Regions from separate parts of the Hordeum vulgare genome. Here region 1 is linked to region 2. The links are chromatin contacts, called in public Hi-C maps. All regions are on one chromosome and are shown on one strand. Each heading gives the region's core, a stretch centred on a gene start, on an enhancer-like site or on the middle of the called end of the contact. The rest is flanking DNA. Distances are from core to core; before and after follow the strand shown. Region 1 holds the start of LOC123408825. Region 2 holds the start of LOC123411497.

What was found. A called contact is a pair of places that touch in the nucleus more often than the background predicts.
Region 1: a Hi-C map of seedling shows a contact between it and region 2, with 6 times the contacts expected there. The contact joins the promoter of LOC123408825 here to the promoter of LOC123411497 in region 2. A contact is called at or near these places in 3 of 6 Hi-C or Micro-C datasets (leaf and seedling) and 1 of 1 datasets of contacts at active chromatin or transcription factors (embryo).

The regions. Positions count from the first base shown.
Region 1 is chr7H:110,915,527-110,920,833 of MorexV3_pseudomolecules_assembly, forward strand. It overlaps LOC123408825, which reads left to right and starts at 1,395. Exons shown (of 2, transcript XM_045101864.1): 1 at 1,395-2,419; 2 at 2,520-3,434. The coding sequence starts at 2,342. The coding sequence ends at 3,050. It overlaps LOC123408823 (endoglucanase 17), which reads right to left. Exons shown (of 6, transcript XM_045101863.1): 5 at 5,023-5,186; 6 at 4,292-4,916. The coding sequence ends at 4,563.
Region 2 is chr7H:110,723,465-110,728,680 of MorexV3_pseudomolecules_assembly, forward strand. LOC123411497 reads left to right here and starts at 3,483. Exons shown (of 6, transcript XM_045104455.1): 1 at 3,483-4,125; 2 at 4,236-4,571. The coding sequence starts at 3,757.

The DNA of each region.
Region 1 (5,307 bases), core at 145-2,644, 190 kb after region 2:
ACCGAGATATGAGGAAATGGTACTTCCTTGCCATTGGCCAAGTATGATCGCAACGACCAAATTTTCCACACCAACATGATAACCTGATCCCTCTCAACTTCATTACAATTCACGAGCATATCCAACCAGTCTTTTCTAGTGTGAACTAGCCGATCATTGTGCCGCAAGACCCAAGCTGACCACATAAGATCACATAGGATGCAAGCCTGGCTAAAAAGGTAACCTTGAGCTATTCAGTACTTGTATGAGAAAAATTGAAGACTTTTGAGCTTTTCGTGATATTGCAAGCCTGGCTAAAAAGATGATTGAACTTGCAAGGCATGTCATATTTCTTGTTGGTTATCGCCACATTGAGTTGGTATTGGTACTATCAGTAGCAACGACACCAATTAAAAGGGTCTTCTCAGCGATGAAAATCATCAAGACTAAGTTGTGCGGCAAGATGTTCGATGGCTGGCTTAATGAGGTGTGTTACATTGAGAGAAGGATCTTCGAAAGTTATGATCTTGATAAAATTAAGGAAGTTTTTTAAAAGGAGGATATGACGGTGTCATTGCTTAGGTCTTGTAGATGTCATTGAAAGATTCATTGTTGGTATGTTTTATGTTGTCTTTCTATTGAAATATGTCAACATGTTCGTTGTACTTGGTTATTCGTTCGAGAATCACATAAAATAGTATTGTGCATTATTGATGTGTATTCACTCTTTTGGTTTCACATTAAAATAATCGTTGCTTAAGACTTCGCCTCACCTTAAACAAATTCCGTCCTCCTCCACTGCTTCTGTGCCAACTAGTCGTCACTTATCTCTTCCTCCAACTTCGGACCATGTAGAGAAAATGTTAATTGAAAATGCTAGTGTGAACACGAGTCTAAACCATATAATCTCGTTTTCCATAACTTTGAAAAAATCAGGTCATTTTAGTTTGAAAATACTATAAAGAAATGGGTAATCTTGGGGAAAGGACGTTTGGCTCCCGGAAGCCATGGAGGACGAAATTTTTGAAAAAATCAAAATTCAAAAATTTTGATTTGAAAAAATCTGAAAAAAATTATACAACTAAACAAGCGTGGGATTCATGTGTGTGTAAAATTTCAGACCAAAATACTTTAAGACGCGACCTGTACAAAAAAGACATATTCATTGTCTCGAAAGATAAATAGTGTCATGTGTTAAAAAGCTTTGGATTTGTCTTTTTTTCATAGCCCTCATTTCAACATATTTAGTTCTGAAAATTTACATACTTATGTATTACACCTTCATCTATCTATGTATTTTTTCAAAAAAAAATGTTAAAATATGATTTTTTATGAAATTTAAAGTTTGAATTTAAAGGCCTTCGTAGAGCTCGGCCTCCAAAAGCAATTTACCATACTCTTACATCTATAGAATCGAGACAGTATGTAGTGGGTGGGGTGGGCAGTGCGAGTAAACTATGTAGTTCATGAGGAAACAAAGCTAGATTCGCCACGCAGCCGATGAACAATAGGATAGAGACAGGGATATGGGCAGAACGGCGCATTTTCGTGGGGCATGGGGACAATTCGTTTGGAGCTGAAAAATCCAACCCCGGAATTCATTCCGACTCAATCAAATCGGCTGATTGGATCTAAAAGCGTCTACATAGCTAATCTTGGCCAAAGAAGAGACAACTAGACAATGACCGATCACGAAAAGCAGGACTAAACTCAAATCATCAGGGCTAACTTGTACCTTTTCCGGCCTATGGCAAAGCGGTGAGCAAACAGTGCATTCAGTTCAATGCATTGTACATCTATGGAAAACCTAGTCCTTGTCCCAATAGTGGCGTAATTGTGCCAGGGCGACTAGTCCAAACCGAACATTCTGACGTCACTTTCCAGTCAACCACACGCTCATCCAGATCAGGTCCTAGACCCATTTGAAATGCCGGAAACTTGGTGAGGAATTTACATGAACTTTATGCAAAAAATTACTGCCCACCGGCTGCAGGGTTTAGTGACACAAGTCACAAGACCCCTTCCCTTCCCTGAAGAGATCCAAATGTTGCAAGGGGGGATCGATCACGGGCTGCATGATGTACAGGCTCCTAAACTTGATGGAGCATATGCGCGCACAGTCGAGTCGTGCACTCGCGCTGTTGAGCCGTGGAAGTTACCAAATGCCGACAAGTGCAGGGAGCCACCACCGCACCGGCACCACGTCGCCGTCACGGCACCACACCACACACCCCCAGCCCCGATCAACTGCCCCCCGGCCTGGCCGATCCACAACTGCTTATAAACCCTTCGTCTTCCTCCTCCCACCTTCACCACCGCACCCTCGCCTCGCCTCCTTTCCGCCGGAGCGAGCGAGCGAGCGATGGACCTCGACGACGACATGATGCCCTACTCCCCGTCCGGCGACTCCTCGCCGTCCTCCTCCGACCTGGACACCGAGGTTTTTCGTCGAATTTCCTGGCTGGGTGCGGTCAGTTGCAGTTGCGCCGTTTTCTATCTTGCGTGCGCTGACGATGTTGTTAGTTTTGATCTGTTGGCAGTCGACGGGGTCCTTCTTCCCGGACAGGAGCACGACGCTGGGGACGCTGATGGGCGTGTCGGCGTTCGGGGGCGGCGCTGCGCAGCGGCGGATGGCTCGCGCGCCGCCGGGGCAGGAGAGCGAGAGGCCGACGCGGGCGGCAACGGAGGAGCGAGACGGGCGGCGGGCGGGCGGGTGGCGACGGAGGAGGCGGCGGCGGGGCGGGAGCTGGTGGCGGCTGTGCCGCGACGACGCCAGCGGGCCGCCGACGAGGCTGGGCGAGTTCCTGGACATGGAGCGGCAGCACGCCGGCGCCGACTTCCTGTGCGGCGGCGGCGGCGGCGGCCCGCAGGAGCCGGAGGCGCCCACGGTGGTGGCGACGCCGCTGTTCGAGGACGGGAGGGTGCGCCCGCCGCAGCAGCGCGCCGCCCCGCCGGAGGAGCGCGGGAGGTGGCGGCTGCAGCGGGCCGCGGAAGGGTCGTCGTCCACGTCCTCGTCGCTGGCCAGGCTCCCGGTGCTGCTCACCGGCATCTGCAGCGGCGGCGCGGGGTAGTGGCAACGCCCCGCAATTAACTGCCTCTCGGAGGGGCGTTTACGCCGTGTACGTGAAAGCCGACTGAATGCAGCATCATTCTTTTTCTTCATCCCACGGATTGATTCTCTCTGCCGCTGCCGCTGCCGCTTCATTTCTCCCATAATTATTCTTGTTCGGAATCGGACCCTCTGGGCTGGGCCAGTACAAAATTCTTCGTTTGATGCTTCGCTTCCCCTCTTTTCTTTCTCCTTTTGCTCTACTTTATTACTATCGAAAAGAATCGGAGGCAGTGCAACAAAAGTGACAAAACTATGTGCTCATGTTGTTACACCCCTCAGTTTTTTTTTACCTCCTGTACGTACTTGTGTAAATATCGAAAGTAATAAGAAAAATTTACGCAAAGCTGCAGTGGGCAAAGTAAAGTCGTTCGTATCTACTATATTCGACTATATACTGTTGTGCGCTGCCGTGCATGCATGCACCGCAGATCCGCAGCAGTGAGTGTATCACCGGTACAGGTGCGGCAACCGTGGCATTTTCTTCCCTGTCCGTGCAGTGCATGAAGCCCGATCCCATCGCACGGACGGAAGATACGCCACGTCGCCCGGCGATTCGAGTGCCAGCTGACCGCCGTGAGCGGACACGAAATCCCGACGCCATTGCACGGCGATCGACATTCGACGCGATCCACCGCATGGGCTCGTCTTCATCGGTCGCTCTCGGAATCAAGTTTGCGGCGATTGTGCCGCATCGGGCATGCTCGCCATGCCTGCTGCCCCCACGCGGCAGCAGAATGATGATGAGGAGGAGGTGTACGCAGAAAGAATTGCTTCTGGTTTGAAGCAAAGCTTCAGATTCCAGCAAGGGCCCAGAGGCCAGAAAAAGACGCGGCACCTGCACTGCTGCACATGACATGTCCACCAACGGACGAGGTCGCACGTGTTTTAACCTTATTAAGCTTAAACTGGATGGCAGCTCCAGCAGTTAAAGCCCGGATCTTCAATCGGCATTTCAGGCTGGTTCTATCATCGTTTCGTACCCCAAAAAAAAGGGAGTTGTGCTCGCTAAGCAACGCTGCATCATTGCATTGCAGATATGGAGTTGACCTTGGAGCTTGCATCATTGCGTGAAGGGCAGTGCCCACAGCTTTCCGGCGACATGTTTGGTCTCGCGATGACATTGACCTCTGAACTACAAGAAGTAGGGGAAGGTGGACGTAAATGCATCGCAACAAGCGTGACGAACTGACGATGATGATATAGTGGTAGATAGATATATTAGATTGCTTGTCTTGGCATGGCACGACCGATCCTTTTCCTGCCATTTTTTACAGGAAAGGATCGGCATCCGTTACACGTAGAAATATATAGAAATAATAATACAGGGGCAGCAAGGCAGCGGGACGGATCAGCCCATCGCAGCCCGTACAAAACAAGGACTACCAACCAGGCTTTCCTTCCTCGGCCCACGACCGCTAAAGAGGGCCACTCCACCGCATTGCCCGCAGCGAGTAGCGGGCCACATATATCTTCAGTCGGTGCCGTCGGACTGGGGCAGGTTGGGGTGGGCGGAGAAGTAGGCGAGGAGGCCCAGCAGCGGGGCGTTGATGTAGGTGGTGGGCTCGGACTGCTGGAAGACGGCCCGAGCGTCGGGGAAGTTGTCGCTGGTGTTGCTGGGCCCGCCCACCACGGCGCCGACGAGCAGGTTGGGGTTGGGCGCGCTGCTGCCGTAGTATGCCGCGCCGGCCTTGCATCCGATCCGCGCCGGGTGCGCCGACACCGACGGCAGCGAGCTCCCGCGGTGGTGGATGCGCCGCGGGAACCGCTCCCCGTACCCCACCATGTACGACATGCGCAGCGGGTTGTCGCCCAGGATGTAGTCCACCTGGCAGCAGCAGCAGCAGCAGAGGAAAACGAGGAGGAGGTCAGTGGGTCGTCGCGGCGCGGCGAGTTTCCGGCAGGAAAACACGGCGGCGGGTTTGGTGGCGGACCTGGCGCTTGGCGACGCGGCGGAGCACGACCGGCGAGGCGGAGGAGCCGCCGCACGGCACCCGCACGTTGGCGTGGCTGGCGTAGTTGGCGTAGGCGAGCAGGAGGAACGACAGCGACGTCACGTGCTGCATGTTGCTGTTGCCCACCTTGAACAGCAGGCCACCTGCATCGTCGATATTCAGACGGTTCAGAAAGGTTCTTCTCCACAGGCTGAACTACATGACACATACATCAAGCTAAATTGTGTGGAAATTACACTAGCCATGGGGTTGGCAATGGGAGGT
Region 2 (5,216 bases), core at 2,233-4,732:
TCCATCACATCATTCTCATAATGATGTGATCCCGTTATCAATGACATCCAGTGTCCATGATCAGGAAACCAAGATCATCTATTGATAAACGAACTAGCCAACTAGAGGCTCACATGGACACATTGTGATCTATATATTCACACATGTATTACGATTTTTGGTCAATACAATTATAGCATGAATAATAGACAATTATCATGAACTAGGAAATATAATATTAACCACTTTATTATTGCCTCTAGGGCATATTTCCAACATCATCAATTCGAGAAAATCGAGAGGCAGCTACCCAGGAGAAAAACCCTATCCATCACCCATCTCCTTTCCCTCTCGCTGCTGCGTGGGCAGCTTGGAGATTGTTTTTTATGGCAGTTTGTTGTGAAGGTTTGGGGGTCTGCTGTGTGACAACGAAGGAGACGCGTGTTCGAATGGTCTGTGTCACATGGTGTTTGACGTCATGTTGGTGAAGCCGGTGGTGGGCGGAGGGATCTAACACGACAATCTTCAATGGTAGCTCAACCTAGCTAGGTCACGAAAGAAGAGGGTGGCAACGCGTGGTCCTAGATAGTGGAGAGTTCGACATCATACCCGGACTTGTCATGCATCGACTTGGGTGATTTTCTTTCACGATTTTCTTCAGGATTTGTCCCAATGTAGGACTAGTGTTCTTCCCGCCCCTTCCCTAGCCCCGTTTGTGTTCTTTTCGCTGGTAAAGGTCGTGCGGAGCCATGTATTCGACGGGTATTCTGGAGGATTCACCTAGTTCGGCCGACTCTCGTGATCTTCAGAGTTCCCGCACATCCTTATCAATGTTTTCTTCTTCTTTGGGAGAGTGATTTGCTTCACAGATTATGGCCGCATTGACGACTTCTTGACCGCCGCTTCTACATGCTTCCAAGTTTATAAAAGTTTGCGCTGGCGTGGCGGAGGCACAACCACCGGTGGATGAAGAAGGAAGAATACTTTGACACTTCCAAGAATTTGATTGTGAGTTTTTATGAGTGTATTTGTATGGACATGTGATACATGCTTAATATATGGGTTTCGACCTTTTCGCAAAACAGCCTGAGTAAATCGATTATAAAAATGGCAAAGTTAGAGCATCTACAACTCGACACCCTAAACCTCCCTCACAGGCCTCGGTGGACGACCCGGTCAAAAAAGTCCGACTCATGGCCGCCTCACAACGGGCCTCAAACATCCATGTTGACCGACATCCATCATAACCAACACGTGGCGGATATGGGAAGGCCCGGGCGCGTCCCACACGTCAGTCTGGCGGATGGGTTCCATACAGAATCGCCCGAAAAACCAATAGTCTGACAGGTGTCTCCTCCAGTGAGGGTGTGAACGTTGTGTTACATCGCTTCGGCTAGCCGACCGAGGCTAAAATCCGGCTATTTAAGCCGGTTGGCCTCCCTAACCCTGAGCACAACCTCTTCCTCCCTATCCGTGCCACTAGCCCGAGCACATTTCTCTCGGCATCCACCTCCCTTTTCACCTCGCTGCCCAACATGTTTCGGTGCTATGCTAACGTCAGAGCACCGCTTCTAGATCGAGGAAGATATCCGGGTGAGGCAGGCCGCCTAAATCGCAGCTGGCTTGCCTTCGGAATCGCCGGAGCCAGAGAAGGAGGGCCCGAAGTTGGAGTGACAGCCGGTTCCGATGAAGGTGGCAGATCTGGAGAGGTGGAGCAACCGGCGGACGAGCTGGCGCTGGCTGCATGCTTCAGCATGGAGGACGCCATGGCAGAGTTCGCAGCCGGCCAAGCGGCGGAGATGACGGAACAATAGACTATATTGAAGTCCATCCATGGTGAGGTCTATGTTGAGGCCAAGCGATAGTTCATGCGGTAGAAACGAACAGCGAGCGACGCGCTTTCCGCCAAACTTAACGCGGGAGCGAAGGCGGAGCAGCCATAGGAGCCGGAGTTGCGACTGCCGCCCATGTACTCGGAGCCGGGCACGGAGATGATGGACATCTCCGACGAGGATTATGGTAGTATATGTTATTTGATCTACGTAGTCCATGGATTTCCTCCCTTGCACACTTTGTATGGATTTAAGGTTTCAAATATGAAGTATCTCGATGAAGAAAAGTGAATTTGAGGTATGACCTATCACTATCAATAAACTTGTCCGCACGTGGGCGTTCGAGTGCCTCGATTCTGTGTTCGTGGCAGTATATGCTCTTAGAGCATCTAAAACTAGACCCCTCAAACCCTCCTCAAACGCCCGGACAGGCCGCCCGGTCACAAAATTGCGACCCAGACGAGCCTCTCAAATAGGCTTCAAACGCCCGGGCTGACCGACACCCCCCATTTCCAGCCCAAATATGGGGCGGATATGGGGGAGCCCGGGCGCGCTCGGCCACGTCGGTGTGACGGCTTGGTCTCACGGGAAAACCGACGGCCCGACGGGCTCCTCGACCATCGGCACGGTGTGAACGCGGGTGGTGTCGCTCCGGCTCCCCGCCCGAGGTCGGGGCCGGCTATTTAAGCCGACTGACGTCCCCATCCCTAGCTCATCCATCTCCTCCTTCTCTCCGCCGCCACCCGACCCCGTCCGCCTCCTCTCGTAGTTCCCTCTCCGTCAGGATGGTCCGACGTCTCATCACCACCTACGCGTAGCTCACTCAGGAGCGCCGCCTGCAAATCGAGGTGGAGATCCAGGCTCGCCGCGCCGCCCGCATCGCTGCGGGTCTCCCTCCGTACCCGCCAGAGACGGAGGAGGAGGAGGAGGAACAATAGTAGCAACAGGAGGAGCAGCAACAACAGGAGGAGGAGCAACCAGAGGCCATAGAGGAGGATGACCCGGAAGAGGAGGCTCCCGACTTGAGCATGGCAGAGGCGGAGGCGGAGTTCGTCGTTGCCAAATCGGAGGAGATGGCGGAGCAGTAGGCCATCCTGGATTCCATGCGGGATGAGGCCAAGGTGTAGGCCAACCGTCGGCTCATCCGACAGAGGCAGGCGAATGCCGACGGCCTCTTCGACGAACTGGACGTGGATATTGAGGCGGAAGAGGCCGCAACGGAGCACTCGGACGCGCCGGAAGCGGCGGAGCTGCGACATGCGGCCATTTATCTGCCGGAGGGCATGGAGATTATCGACATCTTCGACGAGGAGTAGATAGGTTCTACGTAGTACAGTACATAGGTTTCATATCTTACATGCATTTTTATGGATTTGAGGATCCTAGTATGAAAAATATTCAGATATAAAATGCATTATTTAAAACGTGACCGACCAGTGTACGCAGACATGTCCGGACGCGTTTGCAAGGGTTTAAAGGCCGGATTTGCGAGGTACAGCTCTTTTCCTATAAACTCTGATGAAATTACGGCACATATGAATGGACACGGGTGAGAAGGTGAACCCGAAGTTGCGGGGAAGCAGCTGGTCGTCTCCTCCTGCCGTTTTAGACCAAAATCCTCGGCGGTCCACGGCCTCTCCCGCGGAGCGCAGCCGCGTTGAAAAAGCCAGCAAAACTCGACCCCTCCCCAACGCCAAGCCAAGTGCGCGCACAGCGCAGCGGCATCTCACATCACTCCCCCCCACCCCCTCCAGCTCAACGCCTCAACCTCGTCGCTTCCGGAACAACCAAGGCAAGCAATCCAATAGAAAAACAGCGGCGGCCCGGCCGGCCACCGCAGACGACCACCACAAAGACCAGCCCACGCCGCGCCGCGCAGCCACCCAACCAAACAGAGCCAGCAGTCCAAGCGCCGGCGCGCCGCGCCGCGGGGAGGCGGCCAGCCATGTCGGTGTCCTGCGGGCTGGAGTGCGTGCTGTGCGTGGGGTGCGTGCGCTGGGCGTGGAAGCGCCTCACCTACATCGGCGCCTACGACAGCGAGACCTGGCCGCCGGCCTCGCCCGACGACTTCGAGCCCGTCCCGCGCATCTGCCAGATCATCATGGCCATCTCCGAGGAGGACCTCGCCAACCCCAAGATCATGCCGGCCAGCCGCGGCTACACCCAGATCGACGGCGACGGCTTCCACAAGCGCACCACCTACGACGACGTCGGCACCGCCTGCCCGCCCTACGTCGTCTACGTCGACCGCCGCCGCAACGAGGTCGTCCTCGCCGTCCGCGGCCTCAACCTCGTCCGCAACGCCGACTACAAGGTACTGCCCGCGCCCGTGACCCGCTTCCCATCCCCGATTCCAGCGACCCGCATGATTTCTTCTCCGCGGGAACGGAATGTGAACACGTTCGATTCCGTCGCTCGTTGCAGGTCTTGATGGACAACAAGCTCGGGATGCAGATGTTCGACGGCGGCTACGTGCACCACGGGCTGCTCAAGGCGGCCCAGTTCATACTGGAGAGGGAGACGGAGACGCTGCGGGAGCTGCTGCGCCAGCAGGGCCCTGACTGCAAGCTCATCTTCGCCGGGCACTCGCTCGGCTCCGGTATCGCCGCGCTCATGACGGTGCTGGTGGTCAACAACCGAAAGGCGTTCGGCAATATTCCCAGGAGCCACATACGGTGCTACGCGCTCGCGCCGGCCCGGTGCATGTCTCTCAACCTCGCCGTCAAGTACGCCGACGTGATCTACTCTATCGTGCTGCAGGTACCAGCTACCCCGTGGTCAACCATTACCTACCTGTTCAATTTTGCTGCCTTCGAATATTTTGACTATTGGAAACTTTTGACCCGGACTATTGGAAATTGGAATTGTTGGGGTGAGACGAGGGTGAGCGATTTGGTCAAATGTGCTTTGCTTGTGGCGTGATTGGAATGTCTGTGAAAGCTGAACTAGTTTGATTGTGCCGAACGTTAGGAATTAGGCAGCGGAAGTTGTGCTGTGAGGAAAGGTGCCCCGCTGATAGGATAAGATTATACAGCAGAGTATCCTTTCTTACTGCTGTTCTTCAGAAAGCAAGCTGACAGTTTACAGTAGAATATCCTTTAACTGCCCTTCTTCAGAAGGGCAGCTCATATGAGGTTTACTGATATCTGCTTATGACTGATATGGAAATCAACTAAGTTAACTGTTTGCCATGTTGGGTGAATTCAACTCATTCTGGGTTATTTTTTGAGAAATCAATCAATTCAACATGATAATTTGTAATTGGTACAAGATGTATGCCTGGAAATGGAAATTTGGCTCGTACGGCTGACCACATAATGTGGTATTTGTAATTGTGCTGTGTAGAAAGGTACTCCCGCTGATAGGATAACATTATACATCAGAGTATACTTTCCTACCGCTGTT